3 separate regions of the Zea mays genome follow, and all the other regions are linked to region 1. The links are chromatin contacts, called in public Hi-C maps. All regions are on one chromosome and are shown on one strand. The core of a region is the stretch at or near the end of the contact, and the rest is flanking DNA. Distances in the headings are between cores, read along the strand shown.

Evidence for each region. A called contact is a pair of places that touch in the nucleus more often than the background predicts.
Region 2: a contact with region 1 is called in a Hi-C map of ear, with 2.8 times the contacts expected there. The contact joins the enhancer-like site here to the promoter of LOC100284990 in region 1. A contact is called at or near these places in 3 of 25 Hi-C or Micro-C datasets (ear, endosperm and tassel).
Region 3: a Hi-C map of endosperm shows a contact between it and region 1, with 1.8 times the contacts expected there. The contact joins the enhancer-like site here to the promoter of LOC100284990 in region 1.

Annotation. Positions count from the first base shown.
Region 1 is chr6:68,155,052-68,158,544 of Zm-B73-REFERENCE-NAM-5.0, reverse strand. It overlaps LOC100284990 (ATOZI1), which reads right to left and starts at 1,662. Exons shown (of 3, transcript NM_001157885.1): 1 at 1,443-1,662; 2 at 360-473; 3 at 1-266. The coding sequence starts at 453. The coding sequence ends at 124.
Region 2 is chr6:67,899,953-67,903,445 of Zm-B73-REFERENCE-NAM-5.0, reverse strand. No RefSeq gene overlaps it. Among protein-coding and RNA genes, the nearest start is that of TRNAD-GUC, 44 kb to the right of the region's middle. Within about 2 kb of position 1,710, at least 20 of the 20 cell types and tissues checked have an H3K27ac peak or open chromatin away from gene starts, as enhancers often do. A contact at or near this core is called in ear, endosperm and tassel, where this site is marked.
Region 3 is chr6:68,376,090-68,379,582 of Zm-B73-REFERENCE-NAM-5.0, reverse strand. LOC103629388 reads right to left here. Exons shown (of 13, transcript XM_008650525.4): 4 at 620-685. Among protein-coding and RNA genes, the nearest start is that of LOC103629388, 13 kb to the right of the region's middle. Within about 2 kb of position 1,607, at least 1 of the 20 cell types and tissues checked has an H3K27ac peak or open chromatin away from gene starts, as enhancers often do. A contact at or near this core is called in endosperm, where this site is marked.

The DNA.
Region 1 (3,493 bases), core at 413-2,912:
AAGTAAAAATCACAAAAAAATCCTGACTGTATTTCGTTTTATTACAATTGATTAAGACCTTAGAAAAGGAACTCTGGCTTCATGGCGGCACCAAGTCGCAGAACCAGCTTCTCCAGCCCAAACCTACTCAGTGGACTTGACGATGAAGTTCTGGCGGCTGATGGGGTTCATGACAACCGGTGGCCCAGCAGTGCGAGGCCAGGCCTGGAACTTGGTGTCTGTGGCTTGCCACCACTCCTTCTCAGAAACAGTCTTGGGGGTGCTACCTATGTGCCCGCAAAGGCTGATCCAGATCAAATCCAAATCTACAGGGTTGAAGCACAGATATCAAACATAAATCTATTGAGGATGACACTAACCTCCAAATGCCTTCTTGTCAGAGATAAATGTGTCACACAGGTATGCAATGGCAAAGGATCCGACCAGTGAGCCAACAATGTAGCCAGCCGTCATTTTTGCTGCACAAGGATGGACTGAAGTACAGACTATCAGGTCTGATAAATAATGGAATCATGAATAAATGACTAACATATGCAGATGCATTGTAGACAAGGCAAACCTATAGACTGTTCCTCACAAATAACACAAATAAACAGAACATATAGCCTAGCAACAGATAAATCGCCAACACAAAAGCCCGGGGAAGCTATAACATTTCATTGTTAGCAGAAAGACAAACAGTTTTTTTCCAGCAACAAACGAGTGAACCCCGAATCCGTAGCAGGTTATGTTACCAGTATATTATATCCAGTATCCATCTTCATGAAACAAGTGTTACTATTAGTCTTACAGTAACAGCGGCATATGCATGGGAACATTTCAAACCATGAATGATTAACATAAAAGCTTCAATGAAAGTGTAAATAAGAAAGTCACTGGGCTTAAAAGTGACAGTGTTAATATGAATCTCGCCATACTTGAAGTGACCTCCATCCCACATTAACATTACATCCACAATCTTTCTTCAAAAACATGCGTCAATACGAATCTCTCTCACCAGAATTACAGTGACAGTGTCATGTGTAATGTGTACGGTGCAATTCAAACCACGACAAACATCCATATCTATATAGCTAAGACCATTAAAAAGCGAAAATTTCTCCCCACCCAAATTTCCGTCCGTTCGCCTACACGAGCAACAAAAGAAATCAGACATAAATCGACTCAAGTTGGGATGGACGGATCTCCAACCCAGTAAAATACAGAGGGCCGCCGCCGTCAGCGTAAGCACGCGAGGTGAAGTTCCGGATGCCCGCGCCGCGCCCCAATCGGTCGGATCCGCACAGATCTAGTCGTCTGATTCCCACGGCCCCAAGAGGGCAATACCCGACACATGAGTCGTCGTCCGCAGCTACCAGAGATTAGATCAGAGAAGACCCCCGATGCCTGGTGAGGGGAGCGAACCGGCGGAAACCAATGGGAGCAGGGGGCGGAGGAATTACCAACAGCGCGCGGTGCGGAGACGAGGGGCAAACGGCGAGCGGCGGCGCGGGCAAGGAGACGCAGCAAATGGGGAACGAGGCGAGGAGACGTGGGGGGTTCAAATGGCTTTGTGGCGAATGGCGATGACCCGGTGGGCGGCGGCGGCCGGTCTTTCGGATCTCACACTGACTGGGGTCGCCGTGGCCGTGCACCAGGCCTCCGGGCCGGGCGGGCCAACGTGGGCCCTTAGTAAGGGATTGCTTCCAGCCTTGTGGCCCAAAACGACAGGCTATTTTAAGGCCCAAATGAATTACTGGAAGAATGCTCTCCATCACCTATTTTGACTTGGAGCACGCGTGGAGGACGCGGCTGCCGGGCAGGCGTGGAGGCAGGTGACCTGGATGCGCGAGAGGATCCGAGCCGGCCATGGCGGGAGCCGCGGGTTCTCGTGAGGTCCAGGTTAAGGTCCAGCCCAAGCTGACTACGCCGGCAGAAAAGCTTTCGTGAGGTCCCAGTCCGCGTCTCCGCGGGATGCCTAAGTCGCTGACGTCAGCTAGAACGCATTTATTTATTTTTGAGGAGCAAGGCGCACAGTACAAAATCTGCCTACACGCATCTTTGTTTTGTTTTCTTTGACAAAAGATCACGAGTTTTTTTTCGTGATTTGGTTTAACGAACATTGTTTGTTTCAGCTTTCCTTTGAAACAAAAAGAGGTCAAACCTCTGTATATGATTTGGTTTAGTGAACATTCTGTAAAGAGTTCTGTCCGGTAAATATAGCGAATGGTAGCCTCCGCAACCTCTCCAACAATAGTAGAGATGGCAGCGGGTCGGATTTTGTTCGGGTATAATAATACCTAACCCGAAATTGTACCCGAGACTTCTACAAATATCCATACACATCAAGTCAATCGGGTGAAAAACTGTACCCGTACCCATGCCCATCGGGTATCCACCGGGTATCGAGTATCTATTGGATATGTTATTGTAGACTAAATAATATTCGGTCAGTGTTATAATAAATGCATAAGATATTTTAGTTTCCATTTAAGCACTAGTGCAACACGAGAATGACTATATTTGGCTACACGTTCATATAGTATCTCAACTCATAATTATCACATCCAATAGATTTAAATTAGCAGTACTGAAGCAGCCAGCTGCTAGCACCAGCAACCTGTGGTCGTGCATGTGCCCATGGTGAAGTAGCAGCATGCAGCAAGCCATGATTAGTGTGTATTTTTTGGCTCCATTTTTTATAGGTCTTAATTTTTAGTGGATGTAGCATATTTAGAGCAACTCCAATAATTCTCTAAAAGACTTCCTAAATCAATAATTTAGGTAGTTAATATGAAAACTATTCTCCAACAGTTCTCTAAATGAACTTTCTAAATTTAACAACTTGTCATCTAACCTCATTTTCTCTCTACATTTGGCAACCATTTAACAACTCCCTAAACAAAAATGTTGACTGCATTATATAGTTTTTGTGACTTATTTTTTATGTGGATAAATACAAAACAAAATTACAACCTATATTTAGACAACTATTGGAGAACTCATATTTTTTTACTCTAAAAGCTATTTAGCAACTTTTAAATCTGTGATTTAGAAAGCTAAAATTTACATAACTATTGGAGTTGCTCTTAAAGAGGTATATTAATTTATCGAGTATCCACTGGATACCCGCGGGTAAAGTATTTTATCTATACCCGACTCGGTATATTTTAGGTATCCGATCCGATAGGACCCGCGGGTGAATTTTTTCTACACGTATCCATATCCACGGGTTCAACTGTCATGCCTAAACAACAGTTTGTATCAGCTCCGGTAAATTTAGCGGCAACCGTCAGACGCGCTAAATATGGCGTTTCTCATCGCTTACTATCACATCGTCTCTCTCACGCCGCACTATCCCCAACTGTCTCTGTCTCCTATGAAGCTCCGCTGCTCGAACCACCATGGCATAGGACAGACCATGCAATCCACTTATTCAATGAAATGTCGGACAAGCAAAATAAAGACACCAGTGATGTTTCTTTTGTCTAATGCAAATTTATTTTACAAAACA
Region 2 (3,493 bases), core at 461-2,960, 260 kb after region 1:
GAAATGATGAAGGCATGTCCTTCATGACCTTCGTCTGAAGATCATTATATCCGAGAGGAAATAATGCTTCGAAGGACGAAGGTATTTAACCATCAACAATTGTGTTGCCTTGTTCTTGATTAATAGCATTTGAGAACAAGTGACCAACAAATAACAACACCCACAATGCAATGCAAATGACAAATTGAGTTTAATTTCAAAAGTTAATCATGTGAGTGTCCGAGCCTCTCATGACCGTGAGCATGACTGATATACCAGTTTTACACTCTGCAGAGGTTGCGCATCTTTACCCATAAGTTGTGTTACCCATTTGCCAAGGGATTCACTTTTATCGGACCCCATACACCTCTACCGAGGAGGCGAGGCAGGGTAGCACTATGCGGCCTTTCCAAAGTTCCACTAGTTCGAGAAAACCCGCTACGGATTCAGGACGAAGGAAGCATAGGAATCCCTCGTCCGAAAAGCTTTACAAACAGTTTGACCCGAGGACCTTTCTGTACTCTAGCAGCGACGCCTCCCCGCTTGCCCCTTCCGGGTAAGTTAATCTCTCACTAGCTTTCCTAATTACATGGCCAAGGGCGTCCCATTCCACCCTTGTGTTAGCACTATTTTCCCGAGTGGTTCTCCATGTTCCAATTAACATGATGATCTTATCATGAATAATAATTAAAACAAAAACATAATTGGAACATGATCATAATAAAACATTAGTTTCCCAAAACCAGGTAGAACAATAGCAAATCTACCCAATAGTTCATCTGTTTGCAACGTGTGGATAAACAATACTAGGGAAACCTATTAGGTCCCATCAAATTAACCTGAGCATGTCACAATGATTAACAGGAACATTATTAGGTAAAGAAGAGTGATCAAGGGCACAACTAGCCTTAGACTTGAGATTCCTAGGTACTTCTCCAAGCTAGTCTTCAAGTTTCTCGTGACCTCACCGCTATTCATAGCAATACATACAAATAGACATGGAGTACATAAAAATAATAGTACACCAAACATGAGAACAAACAACGTAAGAATATTCTACGCGCTGTTACGAGGTCGTGGGATCAAGAACCACTAGAATCGGAGTTACGATTATAAATATATGACTTTCCGAAGTTAAATAGTAAAATAATGTCCATGTTAATATAAACCATGTGAAAGATATATTAAACAGATATAACTGAATTATTACAGGTCACCACTTGATTATAAATCTTATCTTGGTCAAATTACAACCTTTATTAAAAGTTTAGTTGAGCAAACATAAGCTAAATAAATTTCTAATTATACAAGTATGTGAGATGCCATAATCAGCATTGTTGATGCATAGATAATTTTATTATGAAGCTAACGCAATTTGAACGAATCAAATCGGAGTTATAATTCAAAAGTTATGAATTCTCCAAGTTTCTAGACAGTTTAATATTTATTTTATACCCGAAATAGCTTCCAGGGGTGTTTCTACAAATTTCAGGGACTACTTTGTAATTTAATATTTAGTCGAGGACCAAACTATTAGTTTCTTTGAACTACTGGGGACGGCGGGTTAGTTTCAAGATTCTTTAGGGTCTCTTATGCAATAAAGCTGAGCCAAAGGGGTATTGGCTGATCTCAGCCAGTCGATCCGATTTGAACGGTGTTGATTAGATGGCATCTACCCTGAACCGGTACAAAGTCTCTGCCGTCCGATCCACACTCGATAGCCAGGATTTAAAACACCCTAGATCAATACTCGAGCGCCAAACGATGGATCAACGGTCCGGATGCTTCCACTCTCTGCTCAACCCACATCCCTTCGATCAAACTCAACGTCCCAGATTTAATTCACGAGGAGGTATGTCTTAACTCTAATCTGAACCACCCACTGGGGCATCAACGGCCCAACGCCGGTACCTACCCCAAGCCCTAAGATCACTGATCAACGGTTTGGCGCATCACCCCTGCCCCGAGCCGCAATGAGGCGGCGGCGCGCTTCCACCCCAGCGGCGCACCCGCTAGAGCCAGGTGCTCCAGACCCCCAGTGCCTCAACATCTACGCTTACCCGAGCCACACAAAGCGGAGGGAGAACCTAGCAGCATGGGCAGAGGCTTACCTACAATGAAGCATGCGAACGAGCTGGCTATGATCCACAACACCCCACGACGACAGTGTATGCGGCGACGAATAATTTCGGCGACAGCGAGGCTCCCCCCCAACCTAGTGATGCCACGGATGCCTTCCACATGCACACGCGCAAGCCCTTGATTCCCATCAATGGCACGCAGTCGCCGCACGGTCAGTTTCCCCTGTGGTAGCTTCAACTCCCATTTGCCCTGGTGTTCTCAAACCCGTTGACTTTGTTAAATGGCTCGGTCTTCGGTTTGATGGGCGAGGAGGTCACGGGGGGCTCGAGTTTTATAGCCGCGGGGTGAGGACACGCTTGGCCGGCCCGACCCCGAGATCAGCGCGAATCAGGGGGGAGTTTGTTGCGGCCAGCAGGACACCGGGTTTGTTACCGAGAAAATAGGGGGAAGGAGATGGAACTGTCACCTGGGACCCACGGTCGGTGCCGGCGCGAGCGCGAGAGGAAAAAACTGGCTGCGGGACCTGCTCGTCGGTGCCCTAGGACTGGGCTGAACGCGCATGTGGCAGTGGGCCGGCAGAGAGGGTGGGTTTGGCGGGCGGCACTGTATGTTGGGCCGCGGCCAGGTCAATTCGCCCATGCGGCAACAGGTGAGTTTCTCTTTTCCTTTTTTTGTTTTCTGGTTTTATTTTCTATTCCATATTTCAAATTCAAATATGGATTTTTGGTTGGCAAATTCAAGTGTGAATGCACAAAACAAATCTTGGCATAGATGCAAGGTATAATTTAGGTTAACTACTTTATCACCCTTTTTAAACAAATGCTTCCTAACACAATAATAATTAATTCAATCCATTAAATAATCAGAGGTCCCCTCGTCTATTTCCTATTTCTGAACCACAAATCACATTTCTAGTATTAAAAGTTCAAGACTAAATTTGAATCTCCCATTACCACCATGTTATTCATTAAAATGATCTTTATTGTGAACATTTTTAATTATTAATGTTATAAATTCTAAAGTAGGATTTTGGGTGTTACAATTTTTCAGTCTCTTTGTTTTTTCCTTCCAAATCTCGATGTTGCTTTTACTTCTCATAGGTTGAGACCAACTTTCAGTGACCAAATCTCTGAAGTTCGGTCTAAGCTTCCAACATAGATCATATCTAAAGTCTTTTCTAGCTGAGTTCGAGACCCCTACACTTAACCAAGGGGGGTGTGATTCGAAAAGATCTGCCAAGACCTTTAACACAATGTCATGTTAAGCAAGATCCCAAACGGGACTAACCAAACATCTATCCAACTTTTCAAATGTGGGATCACTGTGATTGTTCGACCAAGTGTACAATCTATTAGAAAGGGCCAACTCTATCAGGCTATGTTGAATGATGATAGCATTAAAAAGACGGCTCGATTTGCTGACACCACCTAGC
Region 3 (3,493 bases), core at 358-2,857, 220 kb before region 1:
ATGATACAAAATAAACATCTAATGCTAGTAATTAACCAATGTTTCCTAGTAGGCTACTAGGCTACCGGCCAGCAAGTTCTCTCTAATGGCAAACTAATAATCAAAATGGATTCAACTTTTGGGTTACAATTGCTAGACATAAATGACAAGCTAGTTAGGCCACAAACCCAGTATCGCTAGAACTGTGGGGGTACCTTGAGGGAAAGGGAGTGTTTAGGGGAATAGAGTCAACCAGAAGTAACAAACAAGTACTGGCCATATCCCAACAACAAAATATTTTAGCATGTGTATGGGCATAATTATATTTCAACATGGGTATGGGGCTATGGGCACAATATAAAATGTGTAAGAACTTAAAAGCAATCATAAGTTACATAACCCAGGGGCTTATTACTTTTTTTCATATTGGATAGGAAGGCAGCACCTTAATACGCAGGCAAGAAGCTAGATTGTCCCTGAAATATACTAATAGAGCCAAAATAAGCAGTATCAAACATTTAGGACATTTATAATTTACGTCACTATTTCTGCCACATATATCCTAAATGTGCAATGCCACAATTCCCTAGGCTACAGTAGCCAGCAAAAACAAAAGAACACATAAGCTGTCATTACTTACCAAGTTGCCATTAAGAACTCCAACCGCGTAATTAGTAACATCAACTGCCTTGGATGACGATAGTGTCTTTTTAACAACACAAAATAAGGACAAAAAACAATATCAATGAGACATGAACAACATTAGCAAGAAAATTATTTGCATGGGAACAGAACTATTATTACCCAATTAAGATACCATCACAAGTGTTAAAGAAGAACCTTATTTTAACTTAACTAGTAGAACTACAGTTTATAATGATTTTTTTCTCGAACGCGCAAGAAAATTGCATGACATTTCATTTAGGGAAGAGAAGATAGTACAACACAAGGGTATGAAACCCCCAAAAAAGGACCACACCACACACACAACCTGGCTAGGGTTGGGAACCACTCAAGGTCGTATCCCTACACATCTTTTGAAGCCCTATTGCATTTGCGAGAAAATTGAGTCCTTTTGCATTGGTCCAACAAGAGCCTTGTTTGTTCCTTCCCACCATTCATCAAAGGAAGAAGTGTCATGTTGGGGAGAAAGGTTCTGGAGGCCGACTGTTATGAGAATGTTGAACCAAGCTTGCCGATAGAAAATGTTAGAGAATCTGCTACATATGGAAGGGCCTGAGCCTGGCAACCCTGTGCCGGTCGGCCACTACTATTATAGATAGAGGAAATTAGGGAGAGGAGTCTGGATCTGATTGATCCTGTATATTATTAGCTTCCATAGACATAGGGGTTTCCTTTTACCTCTCTTCCTCCTCTCCAATATATATGTACACAGTCTGCCCTCATTCAATATACAATAGTTCTTCCTCAATCCTGCTCACTCACATGGTATCACAGACCTAGGTCTACCGACCGATCCTTTCCCCTTTTTTTCGCTTCCGCCTCAGCGCGCGCCCACCACTCGGCGCTGCCATGTCCGGCCTCCCTGCGTCGCCCCTCGACGCTGTCTCCGGCTCCGACGTGCTTCAGCACCCCAACATCGCCGACACTTCCTCAGGCGCCGATCTTCGCGCCGCCAAGGAAGAGGACGAGCGACGAGCTCTGTCCGCCCGTCAGGCTGCCCTTGCGCGCGCGGCTGATGCCGACCACGAGGCCGCGCTTGCCCAGCAGGAACGCGACGCAGCTGAAGCCCGCGTTTGCGCTACCCAAGAGCGCGCCACCAGGGAGCGCGCTACTGCTGCTCCTCCCCAGCCGGAGGAGGACACTCGTTCGTCTGGCACTCACGTTGACGACGACATCCCACCTGCAACTCGGCATGCTGCTCTTCTCCACCATGAGGCAGCCGCGCTGCTAAATCTCCACGCCCAGGTTGTTGCAGTAACCAACATCCGGGCTCTTGTCCCTCTACTCCTTGACACCAACTCCACTTTTTACGCCCGCTGGTCCGAATCTTTCTTTCTCACCCTCACCAAATTTTCTCTGGAATGCCACGTCCTCTCCGATTCTGTTTCGAGTCACCTGATTGGATTCGCATGAATGCCGTCGTCCGCACTTGGCTTCTTGGCACCCTTACCGATGCCCTCGCTGACATCATCTCTCAGCGCGGCACCTCTACCCGCACCCTCTGCTATCTATAGAGTCCCAGTTCCTAGGAAACCGCACCACACGTGCTCTCTATGCCGACCAAGAATTCCGCTCCTTCTCCCAAGGCGATCTCCCGGTCGCCGAATACTGTCGCCGCTACAAAAAACTCGTCGAAGATCTGCGTGATCTCGGCGAACCTGTTTCTGATCGGACTTTAGTCCTCAACATTGTCAGAGGCCTTAACGAGCGCTTCCAGGCTCTTGGTCTCCATTGTAAGTAGAGGGACTCTAACTCTCATCAAGAGGATGACACTATGAGTTGGGGCAATTTTCTGTTTATTTTCTCAAACACTACACAATGCCATACCCATCTAAGGGTTGGAGACCCGTATTTATAGCCCTAGAGGCTGCACTACCACACCTTCTCACACACTACACAACAGGATTGTCCTATAGATGCTAAAGAGACTACAGAGGACAGTCAAAAGCGACTGCTGTCCTCTAGATGCTAAAGAGACTACAGAGGACAGTCAAGCTGTCCTCTAGATGCTAAAGGACTACAGAGGACAGTCAAAAGCGACTGTTGTCCTCTAGATGCTCAAGGACTACAGAGGACAGTCAAAAGCGATTGTTGTCCTCTAGATGCTCAAGACTTATTTCATCATTCTCCCCCTAAGTCTTGGGCGTCGTCTTGTGAGAAAGTTGGGCCATCCCAGACCTGGAGCAAAGCTCAACAAACTTGATCTTCCCAAGGGGCTTGGTGAGCAGGTCTGCAAGCTGATCCTTGGTGTTGATGTAGCGCGCCTTGATGCTCCCTTCTGCCAAGCAGTCTCGGATGAAGTGGTATCTCAGTCGGATGTGCTTGCTCCGTTCATGGAATACGGGGTTCTTGGCCAATGCCAGAGCGGACTGGCTGTCCACCCGGAGTTCCACCGCTCCAGTGTCTCTCCCGAGGAGATCACCGAGCAGTCGAGCCAGCCAGAGCGCCTGAGTCAAAGCAGTGGACGCCGCTATGTACTCAGCCTCGCAGCTGGACATGGCCACCACCTGCTGCTTCACCGACTGCCAGCTAATGAGGCACTTGCCGAGGAAGAAGAGGATCCTGCTTGTGCTCTTGCTAGTGTCGATGTCACCGGCGTGGTCGCTGTCGCTGTACCCGACAAGGAGTGCCTCCCCAGGGCACCTCGGGTAGTAGAGACCGTGGTCGAGAGTCCCCGCAACATAGAGGATGATCCTCTTCACACCCTGCTCATGCTCCGTCGTCGGTCGCTGCAAGAACCGACTAACGTAGCCGACGGAGTATGCCAAGTCAGGCCGTGTGTGGACGAGGTAGTGAAGGCTCCCCACAAGACGCCGGTACTGTGTAGCAT